3 separate regions of the Sus scrofa genome follow, and all the other regions are linked to region 1. A link is a contact called in public HiChIP or PLAC-seq data. All regions are on one chromosome and are shown on one strand. The core of a region is the stretch at or near the end of the contact, and the rest is flanking DNA. Distances in the headings are between cores, read along the strand shown. Region 1 has its middle 180 kb from the start of SGMS1. Region 2 overlaps SGMS1 (sphingomyelin synthase 1). Region 3 has its middle 24 kb from the start of SGMS1.

Region 1 (3,155 bases), core at 492-2,991:
TTAGAAGAGTCCTATTGTGTCTTCTTAGGTTACAATCACACCTTGTTATTCAAGAATAGTTTCTGAGCTAAGCAGAGCATCACACATTTTAGTGCACATACTGGGCAGATATAAAGTCATAGTTTAAGAACCAGTTGACGGGAACAGTCAATAGGAACAAAATAAGACTAAGAGTGAAGAGGCCTGGTTTCTGAAACTGGAACTAAGGATCTGACCGCACGCAAATCAGAATTTCTCTGGATCTATTTTTTTCATCTGTGATATGGCCTGTGAGTATTTATTGCACCCTGGACACGAGTCAAGCATTGTGCATATACTGGCTCACCGTAATCCCCGCACAGCACAAAGAAACCCTCACTTGACAGCCGAGGAAACTGAGGCGTGAAGTTACAGAGCTTGTCTCAAATGGCAGAGCCAAAACAGAACACAAGCCATCTGGAGCCAAAGCTTGCTGCCGGACTAGAAGATTTCTGGGGTTCCTTCCCGCTCAAACCCTCTATGACTCTCACATTCTAGGAATGAGCTGTGCTTATCTAGTCACATTTATGCCAGTTTTTTTGTAGGTGCTCAGTGCCCTTCACAAGTAACAAATCTTTTAGGAGTTACCATTGTGGCGCGGCAGTAACAAACCCAACTAGTATCCACAAGGATGCGCCTTAATCCCTGGCCTCGATCAGTGGGATCAGTGGGTTAAGAATCTGGCGTTGCCATGAGTTGTGGTGTAGGTCACAGACGGGGCTTGGATCCTGCATTGCTGTGGCTGTAGCTGTGGCTGTGGCCAGAAGCTACAGCACTGATTTGACCCCTAGCCTGGGAACCTCCCTATGTTGAAGGTGTGGCCCTAAAAAGCAAAATAAAAAAAAAAAAAATTTTTAAAAAGAGTAACAAATCTTTTATCTTCGTACACTGAGAGATTCAAAGCAGCTACCAAGACCCTGACTTTAACAAAAAAATCCATGTGGTAATTCAGATGTTTCTTGATGATTCAACTCTCAACTGATATAGGAAGAACTGAGTTACTAGCTAAATTCAAAGGCGGAAGGATGCAGGACAAAGAAACATTTGGCTTTCAGAGTATGTGAGGCTGGAAATACTTCCACAAACAGTTGCCAGGCTCACTAGCTGGTCTCTGCTGACCACTATTTCAGATGAGCTCACACCACCCCCACTGAGGACTCCGGAAGTTTGCCCATCACTCACAACCAGGAGAAACAAGGAAGGAGAGACTGCAGTAACATCTCCAAGCCACCAGAGAGCATATCCTCATCTGGGTTCAACAGACAGTTAAAAATCTCAGAGTCCAGCCTAGTTGGTGTGCATTTCCTTCTTTCAGATCAACAAATAAGTCTGAGGCCCCAGGCACTCTTTAGTTCAACTTACCCCAACCCAAATGAATGAATCCAACTACCACTTTCTAGATCAGAGATTCTAGGAGTCAGCTGTGCACAAAAGGCCAGGTGACGGCCTTTTGTGATTAAATTGATTAAAATGTAGTTTCCTGGTTTCCATAGCCATAGACTTTGGTTTGGTGGGTATGGGGCTCAGGAATCTACTTTCCCCTAACACTCCCTGCATGCATCCCCTCCTCCCCCAGCACACACACACAAACGCAGCACCCTGTACCCCTGCCATTCACACAGGTAGAAAAAGACCACACTTTGAAAAACACTGTCATGGAAGCTGACATGGTCACTGCTGTGGCCCTTACTAGATGATCCAGCACTTCCAATCAAAAGAAAACCTTGGCAGCAGAGTTCCTGGCAGCTTCAGCAACTCATTCCCAGCATCAAACGTCTGCCTTGAGAACATCAGAGCAGTAATTTCACTCTGAACTACAGGCAGATGCCAGCTTCCTATTAGGCACTTGCAGTGCCTTCCTATTAGGCACTCTGGGGTATCTAATAGCACGTGGTGGGACGGGGTGGGCCACCTGGGCCTCGATATCAGCCCCTGATGGTCGCTGTTTTTGAACCCATCATTCTCTGGCCAGATGGGAGACTGGGGTTGCCACTGTCCCAAGACCTTGTCCACAGGACAGGCACTCTATACACACAGGCCAAGCAGTCTTGTGGCTCCTGAAACAAAATAATCGCACATGGCTAATTCAATTAAAGGAATGCATTATACCATAGTCAAAATGCACCTTGCTAAAATGCCATGATACTGAAACCATGCCAAATCCTCTTATATAACAGCCTCTTTTTATGGAACCTTCTTCCTATGCAATCAGTCCCCTAGTGACTGGGGATTAAGTTACAAGGATCCACAGGTGCAGGGTTTCTGATTACACCTGTGTGTCCTTTGGAATGAAGGTACTGAAAATCCATCTCCAAGTGCCAGAGGTACACAGATGCCAGCTCCCAGGCCAGGCCTGACACCAGGTCTCACCAGGGAAGGCACCACAGGAGGCCGGAGGGGTTCAGCCTAAAAGAGACATAAATACCACCCAGGGTCGTTTCCAACACCGGGCCTCAGGCCAAGCCCAATAATCTTGTTGTTCCACATGAGGTTAAAATGCAGAAGGAACACAACACCCCTGCACCCAGAGACAGTCCTGCTCCAGTGACACAGCCAAGAGCCAGAATCAGGTACAGCCTCCCGGAGACCACAGGTTAGAGCACTGGCTTTCCTGAGTCCCCCAGGAGGACACAGTTAGAGAGGAGAACCAGCAGAAAGAATGCGACACAGTGTGGATGAAAAAGCACCTGCCACAAGTAAGTGACTGGTATAAGGAAGCCACCCAGTGGGGAGGGAGAGGGTCATGCTTGAGAAGAGCACAGAGGAGCTGCTAAAGGGGTGGACAAGGTCTATCTCTTGGCCTGGTAACGGCAACATGTTTACATTGTGACCATCAATATTTATTTATTTATTTATTTTGCTGCATGCATGGCACGTGGAAGTTCCTGGGCCAGGGACGGAACCTGTGCCACAGCAGTGACAACGCCAGATATGGTCATCAATTTTTGTTTTCTGTACTTGGATGAAGGCGTACAAGTTTTTTAAAGGCATCTGCAATATGACTTTACTGTAAGCCCAGTGCTCTGGCTCTGGGGATCACACAGCCCTGACAGCTGCCTCTGACCCTAAGCACCTGTGACAACCAGAACGCAGCGATGCTCTCCACTGGAGACCACACACCAGGAGCAGAGTCCTCT
Region 2 (3,155 bases), core at 368-2,867, 220 kb before region 1:
GAAAGAGAAACAAACAAATTGATTGCTATCACTCCAGTTGGGTAAAGATTGCTATCTTAAAATCACTTTGCCTAATGGTTTTATGGTGTACAAAAGATACACGCACACAAATACCAGTGACTATTTCCGTATCTCAAACTTGAGTCACATATGAGTGAAAGGATTTAGGATTATCTAAGCATGAGGTATATGAAAAATGACAAAGGCTGAGAAAAGACAAATTCTTTTATGAAAACTACTTTAAAAGTAACAAACATTAAAAATTCAGTCATATTTACTTTTTGACTTGAAGTGAAAAAGTCAAATGACTTTATCCATGTGACTTCATCAATATTAACATGGTGACAACTTGGAAGTGGCTGTTAGTAAGAATTTTCTGATTTTTGGCATTTACTTAATCTTTTTGAAATTAAGCTTAGAGCATCTTCAATGTATAATATTATACAAGAATCTCCTACCATAAACTTTAAAAAGCAGGATATAAAAGTGTTTCCAAAAATTGTATGCTATTAAGATATGTATTTCCTTAAAGAATTTTACACCTTAGAATTCTTTCCTGCTTAAGTTTAAAAGTTCAAGATGTGCTAAAAAAAAAAAAAAAAAAAAAAAAGAGGTTTAAAGTAGTTAAATTGTAACAAGGTAACAAAAAAGCCACAGAAGAAATCTTAATGAGGTATTTCCAGAGATTTGGCAAATGCCAAGAACAAGATGCACATTATGATTCTCAAAACTCCAGTGGGGTTGCTCTCAAAGGGGATCCATCCCTCTTTCCATGTTGGAAAGAAGTCTGGTTCCCATCTGCTCACACTTTGCAATGACCTCACAGACACCTGTACTGGGTCCCAGTTATCTATTCCTCCCCCAAGTATTTGAGTAATAGGCTCCTTACTTCTTTCTCTGACAGAAACGAATAACATTAATTGTTAAATTTGATGATAAGGAAATATGAATAAAAGTGTTAATATTTTATAGATAATTATTAAGACTTGTTAGAATAGTATCTTATGTCCAGAATGGGTAACTTTATTAAACTTTTTAATATTCCTACTTAAAAGAGGAAAAAGTACCCAGAACCTGATTAATTACTACCCAAAATAGACTGAAAACAGCACTACTACATTGTTTTTGGAGTATGATACATTGGTCTGAAATTCCAAAAGAAAACCCATGAAGGAAATGAATATATTGGAAAGTAAAATTAAAATACTGGAAAGTTCTTTCGTTTCCCACAAGCTATCTCTTTCAACTGAGCCAGAGCCAGAAGACACACAATTCTTTCAGTGCTCAGACCTGCTCTGCCAGCTCTTGAGGGAAGCTATTGGCTTTCAGAAACAAACAGGTCCTGAGACAGAGCATTGGAACTAATCGATAGCCCAAAGTAGGAGGCAATAAACAGGAGAGAGCGCACATACATCTGGACCCGGAGCAGGGAGGCCCATATCTTTGGAGCAGCCACGGAGGCCTACGCACAGTTCAGGTACCTGCTCGGACATTCCACTAATGTGCCCTGGGGACAAGGTGTATAGCTCATCTGGCACATGGATGCTGGCTGTACCTTTAACAAAGCCTCACTTGATATGGATCATCCCAATCAACTTTCCTAGAAATTGGCTTCCTCACCAGCAAGAGGATATCTTTCTTATGAATCAGAGAATTGCTCATTACCAAGGCATTTCCCCAGGCTGTTATTAACAGCTAAGATTTTGCCAAATTTCTCCTCCAGGCCAAACTTCGTGCTATTTAGTTCTTAAAACAACCTGCAGTGCAAGACTACAATGATCCTTATTTTACAGATGAGGAAATTGTGGTTCAGAGAGTTGAAGCTGAAATATAAATATATTACACAAGACAAAAAGATTTAGGCAATGGCTTTAAACTGTGTAAGAAATCCCAATTTTATTTTGAGACTGTGCTGCAGTGTACCAATAGGTGAGGCAACATCTTCACATTTAAGCTCTATTTCAAAATCCACTTAACTCAGGTTTTTTTTTTTTTTTTTTTTTTTTTTGCTTTTCTAGGGCCGCATCCATGGCATATGGAGGTTCCCAGGCTAGGGGTCTAATTGGAGCTGTAGCAGCTGGCCTACACCACAGCCACAGCAACGTCAGATCTGAGCCAAGTCTGTGACCTACATGCCAGGTCCTTAAACCCACTGAGTGAGGCCAGGGATCAAACCCACAACCTCATGGTTCCTAGACTGATTCGTTTCTGCTTCACCAAGACGAGAACTCCTTAACTCAGATTTTTTATGCAGTGTATTATGTCATACTGACACTATTCTACAAAATAATATCATTATTTTGATAATAATCATAATTATGTTAATTATTAAAATACTGAAAAAAAAATCTTCATAGATATCCAATAGTAAATCATCTACTTTTCATTACTGTTCACACAGTCTACGCCCAGTTAGATTTGCTTACATTCCCCCAATGTTTGACCAGTTTTTCTGAAATGTTATCCACTTCTCAATATTTTGTCATTCATGCATGAACTTCCACAATGACCTTCAACCTACTCTCCTAATTCCATTCATGCCTCTGTAAGACCCCTTCTACATAGAGTAGGCAGAATCAACTTTATAACAGTTAAACAGAGTATGTCCTTTAAAACCATCCAATAGCAACTACTTTGCATAAAATCCAAGTCCTTTACCAAGCCCTCGAGGCCCTGGAAGACCTGGCCTGACTCTCTCCAACCTCGCCTCCCACTGTTCTCCCCATCATTCCTAAATTCTAGCTTCAGTCCAAAGCCCTCAGTGCCCTTGAACGCATCACACCAAGTCCCTTCCGCTTTAGGTAGGACCTCTGTACCAGCCACTCCCTCTGCCTGGACGCCTGGAACCCTGCCTGTCATTCAAAGCTCTTACACACCACCTACTCTGAAGAAGCTTCCCAGTGCTATTTTCTTTTCTTTTCTTTTTTTTTTTTTTTTTTTTTTTTTTTGTCTTTTTGCCATTTCTTGGGCCGCTCCCAAGGCACATGGAGGTTCCCAGGCTAGGGGTCTAATCAGAGCTGTAGCCGCCAGCCTACGCCAGAGCCAAAGCAACGCAGGATCTGAGCCGCGTCTGCAACCTACACCACATCTCACGGCAACACCGGATTGTTAACCCACTGAGCAAGGCCAGGGATCGAACCCACAACCTCATGGTT
Region 3 (3,155 bases), core at 392-2,891, 150 kb before region 1:
TTCACAAACAGAAATATGTACACTGAAGAGTTAAGCCAGAGGCTCTCAACCTCAGCACTATCGACATTTGAACAGGGTAACTCTTAGTTGGAGGGCTGTCCTGCGAATGGTAGGATGTTTGCAGTAACCCCGGCCTCTACCCATTAAGTGACAGTAGCACATCTCTCCAGCCCAGCTGTGTCAAGCAAAGCTATGTCCTGACGAGGCCAAATGTTCCCTGAGGGGTAAATCACACCCCACGGGAAGCCACGGGGTTAACTGTCTCAGATCACATTATTGGTTAAAGATTGCATTGATACCAGGAAAGAGCTCTACTAAATCCTGGATTCGTGGAGATTTCTCTTACACCAAGCTACAGCTCTGTAAGAGGAAGCGCTTGTCAGACTGGATGAAATATATTAGGATTCAGACTGGCTGGAACCACCTGTACTTCACTTTACGGTTCATGATCACTATCTCTGAGCTTTGACACTAAGGAACACATTCCAGTGTCTTCAACCATTGTTCATAGTCTCTAGACCCTCTCCAAACCTGATTACTCTGTTCTGGACACGCACGTAGACACAAACCTGGAAATTTTCACTACCTCCTTAAGAAGAAAAGAGGTAGCAGTAACAAAAGACTAAAGCATGACACATACAAATTATAGTCAGGCTCTGTTTTTAAACACTTTACATGAACGATCTAATTTGATCTTCAACAGCCGTATGAGGAAGTATTATCAGCATTTTATAAATGAAGAGACCGAGGCACAGTGGTCAAAGAACTTGCCCAAGGCCAGGCTCCAAGGTCCCAATTCTTAACCACTGTCTACACTGCTTCAAAGAACTGTGGGATTATCACCTGCTTGGATCTAAATTCTCTACCTCCACTAATACGTGCGTTCTGTTGTCCTGCTGTACCAAATGCCCTCATCAAGGAACACTGCTGGCACTTTGTTTACATCTGACATCACCCTACTGATCATCCCTCTGTGAGTATAACCAGACAAAAGCGCACTTGCCTATACTGCTGTGCAACCCACATTTGTCCATCTTTTTGTTTTTGGTCTTTTTTGGGCCACACCCTCAACATACGGAAGTTTCCGGGCTAGGGATCAATTTGGAGCTGCAGCTGCCGGCCTACATCAAAGCCGAAGCAACACAGGATCTGAGCTGTGTCTTCGACCTACACCGCAACTCACAGCAACACTGGATCCTTAATCCAGTGATCAAGGCCAGGGATCAAACCAGAGTACTCATGGATACTAGTCGGGTTCATTACCGCTGAGCCAACAGGAACTCCAACACATCTGTCCATCTTGAGTAGAACACATAGCACTTTGTTATATATTCTGCCAGAGCAGATGTGTCCTATCTATGGCATGTCCAGATACACTTGTTCAGTAACTATGGAAAAAGAAACGAGGTCAACTGAAGATGAGTAATACTAGATACTGATCTCCACTTTTTCTAAGTGACTCCAATCCATCTTTTTGAAAATGTGATTTAATAATCTGTTAAACATCAACATATGCTCTGCATTTAAGGTTTCCAGACTCTGCCGTCTCCCCTGTTTTGAAAATCAAGTTGTTTGGCATACTTCCTCCTCTCCATGGGTTTCTCAAGATCACCCCCAAGTGGTTTTATCATCACACTGGCATGGTTTTTCGAAATCCCCAAGAACTCAAGTCACTAAAGGCAGCTGGGATTTAGAGAGGTAAGTTTAAGGAGGAGGCCAAAGCAGGCTTGCTTTGCCTGGGAAGGTGGGTGGGTGTACAGTGTCAAACAGACGGCAAGAATGATGAGGCATGGTGTGAGCAATACTTGGTCCTAGAACAGATACTGCAGTTCTTGGTCCTCTAAGAAGGTGACATTGCCCTCCTGCATTATGTGACATCCCAACAGACACTCCAGAAGATGGACTCTCCCAGAACTGGCTGCCCCTGGTGAGACATGCTGAAACTTCCCCACTTCCATCCAACAAGAAAGGTTCTAGCACTCAGAGTGTGCCTTGTGACCTCACCATTCCTAACCAGCACGTTCAACACCAACCTAAGTGTGAGCAGAAATTTACCATCATTTCACAGAGCATGCAAAATTCTGCCAGGGTGCAACCACACACCAAAGATTCAACCACTGCACATCCCAGGACATAGCTGTTGGGTGTTACAATTAGAGAACAGCTGAGTTGTACCTGGTGAGGAGAAGAATTTGTACATCCAGAACCAGAAGGGCTTCAGGAAAAAAAGGTCCCCCAAATCAACAACTGTGAGGCAGCCTCGTGAAGAAAGCTTGCTTAGTTAATATTTGAAAACCACAAGCTTCCAAAGCAAATGAATTATTCCTTGAACTTTGATATTTTGGCACAGGGGCAGAGAAGCTTTTTAAAATCTCTTAAAAATCTCCTTTGAACAAAGAACCTCCTCTGGATTACTTCACACAGAAAAATCAACACTATGATAGGAATAATTGGAGCCACAAGGGAAAAATTACAACGCTTAAAGGCTACTTTCAAATGTAAACTAAATTAACTAGCTGTGAAATTTGGAGTGGATTATGTAAACTTGCTGAGGCTGTTTCTCGGTTTATAAAAGAGATAATAACGTTCTACCTCTCGGCATTCTTGTGACAAGTAAAATGAGGCTGTGGCTCCAAAGCATCTCGCTTAAATGTTCAGCTCTGTTACAACTATTAGGTGAAACCTGAATCAAAATTCAAATTTAATTACCCCTTTATATTTTAGACATCTTAGAGAGTTAATGTTTTCCCATTTTCATGACCTGAGGGGCCTTTTCCAAATACCCCAGTGTATTTAAGGCCTTTTCTGTCAATACCACAGGCTGTTTCCCAAAAGAAATAAGATCCCAAGGTGTTACCTATTATGCAGAAGCCCTTGATCAGTTCAACTCAAAGCAAGTGAGTTTAACAAGTAGCCTATGAGCACAGAAATACTGGTACTAGGAGTTCAAAGTGCAAGTAATCAAAAATTCTAAAACTATTTTAGGAGTTCCTGATGTGGGGCAGGGATTGGTGGAGTCGCTGCAGTGCTGGAACACAGGTCCAATCCCCAGGCCAGCACAGTGGGTTAGGGATCCGGCACTGCCATAGCTGTGGCTCCAATCTGATCCCTGGCCCAGGTATTCCATATGCCAGAGTCTGGGGTGGGGGGAAGGG

The links. HiChIP or PLAC-seq counts read pairs in DNA pulled down with a chosen protein or histone mark.
Region 2: an H3K27ac HiChIP or PLAC-seq map of alveolar macrophages shows a contact between it and region 1. The contact joins two enhancer-like sites. A contact is called at or near these places in 1 of 47 Hi-C or Micro-C datasets (heart right ventricle) and 1 of 2 datasets of contacts at active chromatin or transcription factors (alveolar macrophages).
Region 3: an H3K27ac HiChIP or PLAC-seq map of alveolar macrophages shows a contact between it and region 1. The contact joins two enhancer-like sites. A contact is called at or near these places in 3 of 47 Hi-C or Micro-C datasets (liver, mesenchymal stem cells and skeletal muscle) and 1 of 2 datasets of contacts at active chromatin or transcription factors (alveolar macrophages).

What each region holds. Positions count from the first base shown.
Region 1 is chr14:99,393,025-99,396,179 of Sscrofa11.1, forward strand. It overlaps a transcript of SGMS1 not described here. Among named protein-coding and RNA genes, the nearest start is that of SGMS1, 180 kb to the left of the region's middle. Within about 2 kb of position 1,742, at least 25 of the 83 cell types and tissues checked have an H3K27ac peak or open chromatin away from gene starts, as enhancers often do. A contact at or near this core is called in alveolar macrophages, where this site is marked.
Region 2 is chr14:99,169,719-99,172,873 of Sscrofa11.1, forward strand. The region is part of intron 2 of SGMS1 (sphingomyelin synthase 1); the gene reads right to left. Among named protein-coding and RNA genes, the nearest start is that of ASAH2, 30 kb to the left of the region's middle. Within about 2 kb of position 1,618, at least 17 of the 83 cell types and tissues checked have an H3K27ac peak or open chromatin away from gene starts, as enhancers often do. A contact at or near this core is called in alveolar macrophages, where this site is marked.
Region 3 is chr14:99,239,385-99,242,539 of Sscrofa11.1, forward strand. It overlaps a transcript of SGMS1 not described here. Among named protein-coding and RNA genes, the nearest start is that of SGMS1, 24 kb to the left of the region's middle. Within about 2 kb of position 1,642, at least 11 of the 83 cell types and tissues checked have an H3K27ac peak or open chromatin away from gene starts, as enhancers often do. A contact at or near this core is called in alveolar macrophages, where this site is marked.